Linked DNA regions of Rattus norvegicus: region 2 is linked to region 1. A link is a contact called in public Hi-C data. All regions are on one chromosome and are shown on one strand. The core of a region is the stretch at or near the end of the contact, and the rest is flanking DNA. Distances in the headings are between cores, read along the strand shown.

Region 1 (7,059 bases), core at 4,045-6,544:
ATCTGCTTAGCAGACAAAGGCCCTGGCTTCCATTTCCAACATCACAAATGTGAAAAGGAAAATAGCATATAATTCCTTGCTAGACATAGCAGCACACACTCATAATCCCAGCTCCTTGGGAGGCTGAGGCAGGAGGATTATTGGAGTTCAGTAGTTCCAGGTCAGCATAGGCAACACTGTGAGACTCTAACAAAACACGACAGAAAGCAAACAATGGGTAACTTCCTTGGATAAAGGCAAGCTCTCTGGAGGCCCTGTGGAGGTGACCTTCCTACCAGGTCATGCTGTGCCTGGCAAGGCTCAGTGTACACAATTTCGCTACATTACTATTTTAAAAACAAACAGTAAAAGCATTTGAAAGTAAGGACAGAGAACTTTGTTCCAGTAGAGCAGTGTCACTGTGGGGAAAGGATGTGAATAGCAGGAAGACAGGTGCACATCCAAACCCAGGCTCCCAGCATGCCCTGCACACAAGGACTGACAGGTGCAATTCCAAACCCAGGCTCCCAGCATGCCCTGCACACAGGGACTGTAGGCATGGAAGGATTGCCATTTGGACATTGGTGAAGTGTCACCTACCCTCTCTTCTCCGGGATGCTCAAAGCTCTATGGGACAAACGACCTTGCTTGACTACACTTTCTCTATTGACTCAGCTCAGCTCTCAGAATGTAGGACGTACTCAATAAAGCCTTGTTGAAGAGGTGAGGTTTGGTTGGACCTAATGAGGATGCTAGGTTTTTGTGCAACTTAGAGACCCAGAAAATACTGGTTTTTAGATGCAGGATGAAGCCTCATCTCTGGTCAGTTTCCCCCACTGTCCTGTAAGCTTCTTAAAGATTCAGCCATATTCCGCTACTGCTGTCCTGCCCAAATGCTTTAGACATGTAGAAGCAGGAGGCCTCTTGCTGACCGTGGCTGCAGAGAGAAGACTAGGAGGGATGTCCCTAACAGGAGCTCCCACAGAGAACCCAGAGAATGGTCCACAGACATCCTAGACCCTCCCAAAGAAATGGTACAGAAGAAGGCAGGGGTTTTAGGCTTCCTGGCTCTGCTCCAGTACCCAGAAATTTCTTTATCCAAACCTACAAGCTCTGTAAAAACATTCTGTGGCTTAAGAGACAGGGATTTCATGCAAGGTCTATCTACCCTGACAGCTGCCTTGTCTGTTCAGCTCCACAGCCACCTCGTGGAGATTGAGGAACCTGGCGGTAGTCAGGAAGACTTAGGGATGCTGTGCAGAGCCTACTGTGGCCGAGCCAGGGATGACCAGGGAAGACGTCTGCAGAGCTAGGACTCCACAGCCTCTATATCAGCCCGACCCTGCAAAGGAATTATCCTGTCCATGAAGAGGATAGATGTGTCTAAACACAGACAACTTCTCATCTGAGAGAAGATTGAAGCCAGACGTCCCTGGGGACTCCTGAGCAGGTACCGTAGGGCAGACTGGGTCCTGTGGACAACCTGTCTTCACCATGGATTTATGTTGGACACCCCAGCTGGAGCCACTGACAGAATTCATCTAGGGAGGCAGCCATCATTGTCTTCAAACTTTGCAGACTATGAGACGGAGGAAGACCCTGAGAAGTGGACTCACCCACTGGAGGGCACCTCTCTCTGGGGTAGGGCTGCTGAGTGCTTACCAGGTGCCCCAAGCAGATCATCATGGAGGCTCCCTTTGTGCACGACATTAATCTTCTCAGTCTGACTGGATCTTGAATCAGCTGAGAGACACACTACTGTGAATGACTGTGGGGTCATTTCTAGAAAAGGACGGGCTGAGGGGAGAAGACTCTTCCCCATAGGGCATAGCAATTTCCAGTGGCAGCCTGGATACAAAGAGGTTCAAGGAAAAGGCAGTATTTCTTACCTGCCTGCCTTCACTTCTAAATAATGAGTGTGTCCACCATCTGCTGCTGCTGCCGCCACTGCCGATGATGATGTTGCTGCTGCTGCTGCTGCTGCTGCTGCTGCTGCTGCTGCTGATGGTGATGATGGTGGTGGTGATGATGGTGGTGGTGATGATGGTGATGATGGTGGTGATGATGATGGTGGTGGTGATGATGGTGGTGGTGATGATGGTGATGATGATGGTAATGATGATGATGATGATGATGATGACAATGACGATGATGACAACAATGACCATGGTTGTGATAGGAGTGCCATCCTTTGCTGACATCAGAACCCAATTTCTTTGTCCCTCCAACATGGTCTAAAGACTAGCACTTCCCAGGATCCATCCAGTCTGTTGCATCCATCAGTCAGATTGGAACTGCTGAGGTACTCGGCTTCATGCATGGAAGAACCAGAGGGTCTCAGCGTCTCTAGTATGCAAAGGCCGTTGTTGGACCATCCGCTTGTTTACGTAAGGCGATCTAGTTACGCTCCTTTGCACAGATATCCATTCGATCAGTTCTGTTCCTCTAGCGAACATGAACACAGTGTGTGCCTCAGTCAGTCTGCCTGCAGGCCGCCATCCACCATGCTGTAGAGATGGTACCAATCCCTGGTGGGTCTCAGCTCTCAGCCTAGAGGGCCTCTGCTGGGTTGGGTGTCCTTTCTTGCTACTGAAAGCCTGAGAGATGCAGGCTGGGGGAACTAAACACAGAACTCCTCTACACATACCTTCACCAACCAAGTGGGGGAAAGCTAGGATGAAGCAGGGTTCGGAGAAGGCCTGGCCCATGCTAATGCCCATAGACAGGACCTGGGCTGGTGTTCCTTCCTCCAAACACAAGCACGGACCCGCCCTGTGTCTTCATCACTAGACCCAGACAGCGTACAAGATTCCAGGAACAATTCCACACCAGAGTTTAGATAGCTGGTGCCTTAGCTCCCATCTGAGGTGGGAAAGGCTGTGTGTGCCTCTGTAGCTCACATTCCCTCAGTGTTTCCCGTGTGTGAAAACACACACACATCGGAGGATACACAGCCCCAGCCAGGTAACCTTTCCGAGCCAGAGGCCATGCCCTCCTCCATTTTTGTCCCACACTCACTTACCAGAGCAAGGGTTTCTCCTCAGGCTCAGCACCATGGAGCTGTGATAGCATATCTTCCCAATCCTCCAGACAGGAAGGACTGTGTCTAGGTCACCATCATTCCCAATAGTACCTGGTCAATAGTGTACCAAAGAGATTTATAAGAATAGAACCCTCAAAAACTTCCCTTATTTGACAAATAAATGACATTTGTAGGTGTTCATTTCTAACACCTTCTGTGGCCTGCAACGGTACCCACACTCATATCCACATACCCGCAACACACACTCACACACACACACACACACTCACACACACACTCACATCCACACACACACTCACACACACACACACTCACATCCACATACCCCCAACACACCCACACACACCCACACACACTCACACACACACACACTCACACACACACACACTCACATCCACATACCTCCCAACACATACTCTCACACACACACACTCACATACACGCACACTCACATCCACATATGCCCCAACACACACACACACACACACACACACATACACACACACACACACACACACACACACACACACAATTTCAAATAACTATTTTGAAAAGAAAAGGAGGGAGGAAGGGAGAAAAAGTCAGCTAGAGGTGGGAAGAGACAGTACTTTTATACTTAACAGGACAGAGCCTGCCCTGCACCTGCTAATGGGCTATGTGGTACGTTTGATTTTCACCTGTCAAGCATCCTCAGTACAACCCCTCCTACTTCTTCAGAATCCAGCAGTCCTTCGCCGCCCTACCTCCTCACACCAAAACTAAGAGTGTTCACAAAGTCCAGGGCCGAGTCTCCCTTGCCCCATTCTGCTCCCTTTGAACTGAGCTGCAGGCCCTCCCAGTCCTGAGACAAAGTGTCAGCCAGAAACTTAAGTTGCTGTGCCATCGTGTGGCTAATGAAAGGACAGCATGCTCGGTACAGAGCTAAAGAGGGGAGACAATGAGACATCCAACCAGACAGTTAAAGTCCCTAAGAGACATGGGCACCTCCTCAAAGGCTGTCTAGGTGTCAATTGGACTTGGAATGCCCCAGATTTATACATGGGACACGAACATCCTGGATTTCTGGGTGCTTTTGTTTTGTAAAACTGTGTGATTAGAAGCCGTCCTCGAGTATGCCCAGCACATGCCTCCTCGAAGGGCACTCCAACCCACCCAAACAAGCCGTGTTCCATTTTATGAAGAGCATTAGGAAGGAGGGGCGAGGTTTCCTGAGAGCCCCATGCTGGAGCTTGAAGGTCATAGGGTCAGGTTTTCTCTAAAGTCAAACCCAAGTTCCTACTTCAGTAAAGGACTGTAGGAAACAGTCATGAGCCGTGCCTCTTGATCAGGTGACCTGAGATCAAGTCTTAAACTTCAGCACACCCTCGCTCTGGGTCTCATCATCCTCTCTGTGAAGTGGGAGAGCCAGGAGTCATGATCCCTGCCTGTGCTTCAAAGGCAGCAGAAGCAAAGGGTCTAACATGTGCAGGAGCACAGTGGGGTCTTTAGAGTCAGCGGGAATGGGACAGGACACCCCATGGTGCCTGTCAAATGTTTCAGTGTCAGACATGATTCACGTCCGGCAGTCGTTCAAAGTCAGGGCCCTGAAAACCAGAGCAGGAGAAAGCAGAAGGGGCACGCCTGAGTTAGGGGGAGCAGGACACCTCACAACCACCTTCAGGTTGGAGTAGGAGAGCCTGGTACAGTGTGACTATCCCAGCCAATGGCCAGCCAGTTACAATTCAACAGGGACTTAGGCATCATCAGCTCTGAGCTTACTAAAGCTCTACCTTCAAATAAACCCACTATTTCGACCATAAAGATGTATGTTCTGGGCAGGGTGGATACTTCCCCTTCAGGAAATGTCCCCAAATCCCAGTGTTCATCATAATTCATCCCCAAAGCACCATTTCAAAAGGAAATGAGACTGTAGCAGGAAGGCCGGTTCTAAAGGCCGGAAGTGGATGGAGGACTAGTAGGGGAGGACTAGTATAAGCAGGAGTGGAGCTGAGGGAGGGTGGGGACCAGAGATGGAAGAGACAATGCAAACTGTATGTTACTTTGTACCCTACATTTACAAATAAATTAAAAACGCCAATGTCCTGACCTCAGATCCCGGCAAAGTAGGGATGCCACAGTCCTGATTCTTTCCAGGAAATCTTGAGAGCTACTTCCGAGGAAGCCTGCACCCCAGGATGCCACCCAAATCCCCCTGAGATGCCAGGACCTGTCCTGTAGGTCTGGGTATCAGATCTTCTTCAGAGAGCACGCACAGTTGGTGGCGTGTGCCCTCTAGTGGAGTATCAGGGAAAGACAGTTCGGAGTGGACAAAGAAAAGCACCAAAACAACTCAGGCCCTGTGGGGTTTCCTTCCAGGTTTCTTCCCCTCCCTGCGCCCCCGCCATCCCCACCCCCCAACCCCGGACTGCAGGGCCCCTGCACAAGGCTGCTTCCACGTTGGCTGGTGGCGCAGGCTGCGGGGGCCTTGGACAGTCCGGGCCAGGAAATGACCTTGGATGTGTAACAAGTTGCAGAAACCTTGGAAAATTTTCCGAGCAGCAGCTCGTTCCAACCTCCAAGAAAAACAATATAGTTTGATGCTTTGGGAAGTCTTTCTCCCTTGATGTGTTCCACACGTGGTTCTCCTAGATCCTGGAATTTCCGAGGCTGGGCAGCAAAGTCAGGCAGAACTTCCCCAAAAGGATGTCTAAAACCCAAAACAAATAGTGTCTTTTTTTAAGTGTCTCGTTTCATTTGCAAAATGCTTGGTCCCTTCAAAATATAAAATCCTTTTTTTATTAGTTCCTTTTTAAAAATCCATTCTGTAATACATACAGTGGATTCCAGAAATCCCTCAAGAAGATGTGTGTGATCAGGAAGGGGCCTACACTTGCATGTAGAAGGTGCCGGTTAAAACAGAATTATCGGAATCAAAGAGATTGGTAAGGATCTGAGTTTGGACTCAGCACCCATTAAAAGGCCAGGCACATCCGTTGCTCACCTGTAATCCCAGCTCTGGCAGAAGGCGCTCTAAACCCATCTGGTCAGTCAGTGTAGCTCAACCTGTGAGCTCTGGGTTCACTAAGAGGCCCTGTCTCTAAAAGGAGGGACCAGAGACTAAAGGAAGACACCAACATTGATCTCTGGTCTCTACATGCACCACACATGGGCACACACACAAACAAATACACACACATACACGGGAGCGGGTGGAATCGTTTGAAGCAGCATGTGAGGGTTCTTATCATTTGTTTTTAACATGCCTGTTGCAAGTAGTTTATTTGGCCTTTTGGATACCAATACAACATAGTAACTGTAATTACAATATTTAAACGTAGCTCTTTAACATGAATGCTGGGTCAAATATTTACAAACACAAAGAGTACTAGCACTTAGTTACTATAACTTAGTTACTAGCTACCCTCTACTTGGTTCATTACCCCCCCCCAATACTGTACACATAGTATCATTTACCTCTAAGGACAAATCAGGTATTATTATTATTATTATTATTATTATTATTTTATCTTTACTATTAAGGCTGAATAGGCACAGATTGGCTGAGTGGGGATTCATTGGGGTATGGTGGTCAAGAAGGGCTGTAGTCTCTCCACACTGCTCTATTGCCTTCCGTCCATGTGTGGGACATGCTGACAGGAATAACCCGTTCATTTATAAAGTACCCCACACGCAATGATGCCGGCCAAATAAGGCAAATTGTCATAACAAGTAAAATTCCTGATCTGAAAGATCAATTTAAAGCAAATACTTAAAAGCAAAGGATATGGTGCAGGCACTGAGCAAAGGGGGTCACACGAAGACACCTTTGGGAAAGAAACATGAGTCTGAATGAATGTGCACGTAAGCCTCTGTGTGTGTGTGTGTGTGTGTGTGTGTGTGTGTGTGTGTGTGTGTAGGTAGGTAGGTAGGTAGGTAGGTAAGTTGGGTATCTTCCCCTGTTGCACTCACCTTATTTTTAAGACAAGGTCTCTCACTGGATCTGCAGCTCATCTGTTCTCCACAATCAGCCAGTGAGCCCCCAGGGGCCACTTGTCTCT
Region 2 (6,655 bases), core at 3,778-6,277, 920 kb before region 1:
TGAGGGGCCAGGTGAACCTGAGATCATAAATACCTAGCTTCAATAAATACTTCTAGACATGAACTCATCTTGCCCCTTGGTGGAAGAAATGAGACAGCCTCACAGTGGACTGTGCTTCACTCACAAAGAATGTAAGACACCTGAGTCCTTCAAGAGTCCAAGCCACTCCGTCCCTTTCTCCCTGTTAGGTTAACAGAGGATCCAAGTCTACAGTTGCACGAAGTGACTGTCATCACTTATTCCCAACTCGTTGAGAACATGTGTTCCCTGAGGAGAGATGGCCACCTGTTCATCTCTGAGTGAAGGCCCCAGTCTAGTGGCTGACTGTAGGTGATTCAAATAGGATATACAGACATGGAATAGCCTCACATGAGATTAGGTGTAGCCCCCAAAGATCTGCTTAAGGGTTAAGTCAGGTGAGAAAGTAGTTCTTAAGACCAGAGTTCGCTCTTTTAGGGTAGAAAAGCATTCCTCTTCCATCTCCACAAAGCTGTGAGAGAGGGGGACTCTCCCCTTACAAATGCATTTCAAACATGCACATATTTTTAAATTTTTTAAAATCACATTTAGTTTGCTCTGTGTGCTTGCTTGTGTGGCTACAGTGTGTATATGCATGCATACACGCACGTGTTCCTGTGCATGTGTGGAAGTCAGAATGACTTACAAGACAGTGTATCTGACTGCAGCAGCAGAAGGTTCCAAGCCAATGAGTGGGCTGAGGAAGACCCAAGCGCATAGTAGCCACATGAGCAACCACGACGTGACAACAACCATCCTAGAGGCCCTGACTCGACAGAAAGGAGTACCATACAGGCCTCCATCTGACCCCTGCCACTTGTCATCTGAACCGACCCTCCCTGATGAAGTTCTTCCTCTCGCTCCTCTTAAGGCTCCCTAGGAGGAGAGCTTCCCAACAGCCAGCTCCCAGGAAGAGCAAGGGAGAGGGATGGAGCTCCAGCTTCCTGAGCTATGACTGCCTATCTCTCAGCCTCCAAGGACCCTTCAAGTCTTCAGGGTTGGTGTCTTCTCTGCATCAAGTGACCTTGATTTGCCTCCAGAAATAGGCGCAGGTACCAAAACTCATGAGCCTGATGCCAAGACTTAATGCTTCAGAGAGACTTCACAGTGCCAAAAGTGCCTCTCCGCACAGCGAGGCTCTCTACAGGAGAATGTCTTCTAAGTCTCCAACCCCTAAGAAGACTCCAGAACCAAAGAGAAGATGAGACACAGCCTGAAGAGGTTCTCTGCTTCCTCTCAAAGCTCTTCTGCCTAATGATAGACACAGCTCGTCCCCTGCACAGTTGGCTAAACAATGCTAGCTAAATATTCATTTCTTTCTAATGAGCTTAGTGCCAGGGTTTCCTGTGAAGCTACTGCACTGACTTGGTTTGGCTGTGTGTCCAAACCAGTGTTACAATATGGGGTTCTTACACATAACAAACAAACAACCAATCATGAGGAAGCATCTGCATTACCAGTGTTCACCCTGAAAATGCCAGTGTTTACCCGAGTGGGAAGATGTTCTGATGTTTTCCGAGGTCACTGTTTGAGAGGGTAAAAACTTGCTGAGGTAAAACTGCTCAAGAAAAAAAACAAAACAAAACAAAAAAACAATAAAGAAAGGTGAGAGAGGTGGAAGCACCATTAGCAGACTTGAACCAAATTCTGTTCCCATCAGGAAACTAAGGCAAGCAGGAGGTTGGGGAAGGCACGCTTTCAGTTGCGATCAGGCCTTGGTCACTCGGAGACTTTTCTAGAGAAACTCCCATTCCATCATATTTATTTACTCAGTGACTGACAGGGACAGAAGGCCCGAGACTGAGTAACAGGTAAGTCCCCTTGCTTTTTGTGCCATCACCCAGTGCCGAGTTTCTTCATGAAGAGCAAGTAGGCAATTTCCATGCTTCAAGTTTGACATCCACAACTTGAGTTTGCCTGAAGCTACGACATAGTGAACTGTGCGGCTCCCTTCAGATCTTGCAAGCTACCAGCCATTGGTTGGGGTGGGTAACCGGTTGGGAAACCACGCAGGAAAAGACAGCTTTTGCAAATGACTCAGTAGGTGGTTCGGACTCTTGTGACTCAGAACCAAGCCCATGGCTCAATCCCATGCCAAGACTCCCTGGAATGGTTAGATGCTCTTAGCCCGGCTGGTATGTAATACTGAGGACCTCTGGTGTTTGCCTGATGGGAGACAAATGTCTCCTCTGATAAGTCTCCAGGACTGTGAACCAGAGCTACAGCAAAATTCACTTAGTGGCCAGTCCTGCTTTCCCCAAAGCTCCAGAGAGTTGTTTGTCTGTCTGTTTTGAAATAGTTTCATGTAGCCCAGGCTAGCCTCCAGCTCGATATGTATTGAGGATGCCCTTGAGCTCTTGATCCTACTTCTACCTGCCAGGTGCTGGGAACAGGCATATGATGACATTCTACCCAGTGTATTCGACCTTGTGCTTTGTGAATGCAAGACAACCCCACTGGAGAGTTTTGATGCTTTCTCTGTCATGCAACTTTTCATTTGAACATTTCCTTCCTTACCCATTGGCTTCCTCCCACCTCTCACAGTCATGGACTTGTAGACACTGACTTCCTAGCTCTTCCTTTGTTTCTGCTGCTTCCTGGAGTTGTGTCTCTGAGCAAGACTCCCACTAAGGATATCTAACAGCAACAGCTACAACTTTCACCCCCTTACTATTCCTCATCAGACTTCCTCCTAGCTCCCATAGAAATGCTGTTTGTACCTCTTGTCGTGGAGAAAGCATCCAGTCCTATTCTTAAAGAGGCGATGTCCTCCCTTACTCTGCTATGGTCTAGGCTCTGGGTGATTTAGATGAATCGCTCACTCCTCCCTTTGAGCACTGTCCCCTCTCTTGTACTTTTTCCATCCCCCATTACTTAAGACACCCTTTCTCTGTCTCCTGAGATTCTGCTGTCCCACCTTCCAGGCCTGGAACACAAACCAGCCTCCTCCTCTCTCAAGAGGCATCCACACGTATGTCTTGATCTCTGACTCCACATCTGGTTGGTACTCTCCTATGGACATAGAACACTCTATCCTGAACAGTAGGCATTTGTAGGAACAATGGCGGTTGTCCTTCTGGAATGTTCCTCAGGGAAGGGCTGCTGGTAGGTAGGCATGGGGAGATAGGTTCTCCTTATTTCCCACCATTCCGGAGCATACAAATTTGTACTACCGGGCAAACGGGTGAAGTCGGAAAATCTAGACGGATGTTCTCAAATTCTCTCCAACTGTGGAGTCCCATCGCAGAGGTGGCTGCACATCAGTAATAAAAGCCAGGCCGGCAACAAGCTTTTCGGAGGCGCTGGTGTGATACATTCTGTTGGCCATGGGCTGTCTTTGGGTGGGTACAGGCAGACTCACACAAACCAGATGTGCATCTGCTTAGAAAGGACCCGGAGAGGCTGGCCTCCCCCGTTTCTCAACGTGATGAGAGGTGCCCTGGAGCCCTGCAGCTCACAGTTGTTCTGGAAAAAAAAAACCCACTTAGCACAGCCTCAGTTCTGGCTCCTTAGCATATGGATGGCAGTGGTGGGCTGTGGTACCCTGTTGGCAGTAAGCCAGGAGAGAGCTGAGGTTTGGCTTGGCTTTGCTCAGTAAGCAGCCTGGGCCTGCACTAACAAGGTCCCTGGCAGTTAACAAGGCTGTTGCCTGCCTTACACGGGAGGTACTGTCCGGAGCCTGCCTCCTACTGGACTAGTAGATGTTAAATACAGTAGAGGTCATGAGGCAGACATTGCTAAAGTTTTTCTTCTTAGTGCCCTTCAGGAGGCTAGCCAGCTACTTTCAAACTTAGCAAGGATCAGAGAGTCTCAGAGGCTTTATGCAAACACATATTGCTAGTCCAAACTCTGAAATATCTGACTTGAAATCCTTGGGCAAGGATACAGAATTTATATTTCGTTCTCAGATGATGCTGATAGGACTATTCAAAGAACTCCACTCTGTGAACCATGGTATTACGATATAAGTCTGTAGGTTTAGCCCCATTACAATGAATCCCTTGGACTGGGGAGATGGGGCAGTCAGTAAAGTGCTTGCCTTAAAATCATGAGGATTAGCCCGGCAGTGGTGGTGCTCCGGATGCAGAGACAGGCAGATCTCTGAGTTCGAGACCAGTCTGGTCTACAGAGTGAGTTCTAGGATAGCCAAGGCTACACACAGAAATCCTGTCTTGAAAAACCAAACCAAACCACAACACCGACTGCCCCCCCACACCAAAACCATAACCCACATTTAAAAGCCAAGCATGTGCTTGGATTGCCTGTAATCTTAGCACTGGAGAGTCCAAGAGTGGGATCTCTGGGGCCTGCTGGTTAGCAAGTATAGCCTAGTAGAGAAAGTCCAGGCTAGGGAGGTACTCTGGCTCAAAAAATAAGGCCTGTTTCCAGACTAATTTGAATACACACACACACACACACACACACACACACACACACACACACACACACACACTCAGTTCCCTGCTTTGCTACAGAAACTATCTTTCTTTCTACGCTGCTGGCTGCACTGACCATTTCTCACCTAGAACAACAACAAAAAGAGCCCTTTAATTGCACAGCCAAGCTTGACTTGACTGAGCCCTAACTATGTGCCAGGCACTGTTCTAAATCCTTAACACATTATTAGCTCATTTAATCCACATAATTCTATGCAATAGGTACCACGATTATCCCCATTTTAGAAATAATAAATCCCACAGGGGGCCCTTAGGAAATACTTTCTGAATGAATGAAGGCAGGCAGGATCGGGAAACATTTATACCATGTGCTACGGGAAGCTTGTTTCCACGCCAAGGGAAGCCATCAGAAAGTGAAGAACTGGCTTGTCAACCAGTTGTTTGTTCCTGTACGACACCAAATAACCCATGTGCCTGCCATTGGCCGCCTGCTCTGGCTCTGCGTAGACATCTCCTCACTGGGAGGGAAGCCAGAGTTAATCTCTCACAAAGGGTGGTTTAATAATAACCAGACACTGGAGGCAAACAGAAAGGAACACAGTGATCCCACGCAACCCCAGGAAAAACGGGCTATTCGGGCTCACAGTGTGTGCACTGCCAACTGGGGAGGGCCCCTGGGGCTGCCTGAGGTTTCTTAATTTTTATTCTAAAAATAGCCCAAGCAGGTGTCCCTCCTGGTTATCCCCAAATGCACCAGTGCAAGCCTCTACTGACGCCTCTCACTCTCAAACAACACTAACGCTCCCATTGGAATGGAAACCAGGTCATCTCTGGAAGACTATAAATGGACAGCCCCTCTCTGTCTATTACTTATTAATGTTTCCCCGCCTTTTGCGCAACCAGCCTTGAGGCCCAAACAGAGAAATACCCCCTACATAAAGTTACCAGTATGGATAAATAAAACATCAGACTCAAACTGGTAGCTTTATCCTCCCCTGCTGGAGCAGGGTAGGCTGTGCTGCTAGATGCTACACACAGCTATCCTCAAAGCGCAGCCCTTGGAGAATGAAGGGATGCACTCTTCCCAGAAGTTACTCATCTTTGCCTCTGTGGAAGATTGCTCTTGTCTGCGATGGATGGCAAGAGGTGATCACAGAGTGATTCTTAACCCGAGTCCCTTGGAGTTGGGCAAAGCAAGGTTGGCATTGCTGATGAAGAGCCTCCCCATACAATATGCATGCTCTGTGGCTACTGGGCCTCAAGAGTCACCATGGAAATACCAGCCGCAGAGAAATGTGTGTGAGAGAAGAATCAGAGTCCCTCTGTAAAGTTCCACAGAGATGTAATTATGCAGGATCCAAGCCTATCTGATGTAGCTACTCTGGCATTCATCACTCCAGGGAGCCCCTCTGGGTCAAGGGGAGAGCCATGCCCAAAGCTGTATCATTCCCTCCACCTCCTCCTGGCTGCTTACAAACAGTTCTTGCTTCATTGGAACAAAGTCTCAGAACAAGGTCTCAGCCTGGTGTGAGGCAACGTGGGGGGCTGTTCTGATGGAGAGACCTGGTGTCATTCTTGGCACCAAGGTGTGTCTCTCTGTAACTCACCAGGATGATGGAGAGAGAGAGAGAGAGAGAGAGAGAGAGAGAGAGAGAGAGAGAGAGAGAGAGAGAGAGAGAGAGAGAGAGAAAGAGAGAGAGAGAGAGAGCCCACACATCTCTCAGGTCTTCTTCCTCATTGAAAAGCTGGTCCTCTCTTTTGCCCACAGTGGAGAAGCCTAGTCTGGTAATCTGTCTGTAATGGTCTCAGTCTGTGCAGAAGAGCATTCGCAGTGCAGAAGACAGCACCCCGACTGCTGTGGATGGAAGGGAAACTGGTGCTCAGAGGTGTGAGTATGTAAAGGCTTGGGCTCCGGCGGGTGGCACTGCTTGGGGAGGTGGTATAGCCTTGCTGGAGGAAGTCCATTGTCAGAGGTGGGCTTCGAGGAGTTCCTATCCCCACGCCCCATGCACACCTCCAGTTCAATTTCTTCGATTCGAGTTTGCAGTCAAAGATGTGATCTCTCAACTTCCTTCTTCAGTTGCTGCTGCCAGGCGCCCCTGCCATTATGAACCCCCCTTTTGGAATGGTAAACTGAGATAAACTCTTTGTCAAAGTGATGGAAAATTAATCCACTCCAATCAGTCCCCACTGGAAACTATGTAGGGTGCCCCACCAGGTCTCTTCTACTTCAGCAAGGG

Evidence for each region. Hi-C and Micro-C count contacts between places; a contact is called where the count stands out from the background.
Region 2: a Hi-C map of psoas muscle shows a contact between it and region 1, with 5 times the contacts expected there. The contact joins two enhancer-like sites. A contact is called at or near these places in 4 of 12 Hi-C or Micro-C datasets (kidney, liver, mammary epithelial cells and 1 more).

The regions. Positions count from the first base shown.
Region 1 is chr8:77,549,671-77,556,729 of GRCr8, reverse strand. No RefSeq gene overlaps it. Among named protein-coding and RNA genes, the nearest start is that of Vps13c, 190 kb to the right of the region's middle. Within about 2 kb of position 5,294, at least 9 of the 93 cell types and tissues checked have an H3K27ac peak or open chromatin away from gene starts, as enhancers often do.
Region 2 is chr8:78,468,418-78,475,072 of GRCr8, reverse strand. The region is part of intron 1 of Rora (RAR-related orphan receptor A); the gene reads right to left. Among named protein-coding and RNA genes, the nearest start is that of Rora, 290 kb to the right of the region's middle. Within about 2 kb of position 5,027, at least 41 of the 93 cell types and tissues checked have an H3K27ac peak or open chromatin away from gene starts, as enhancers often do.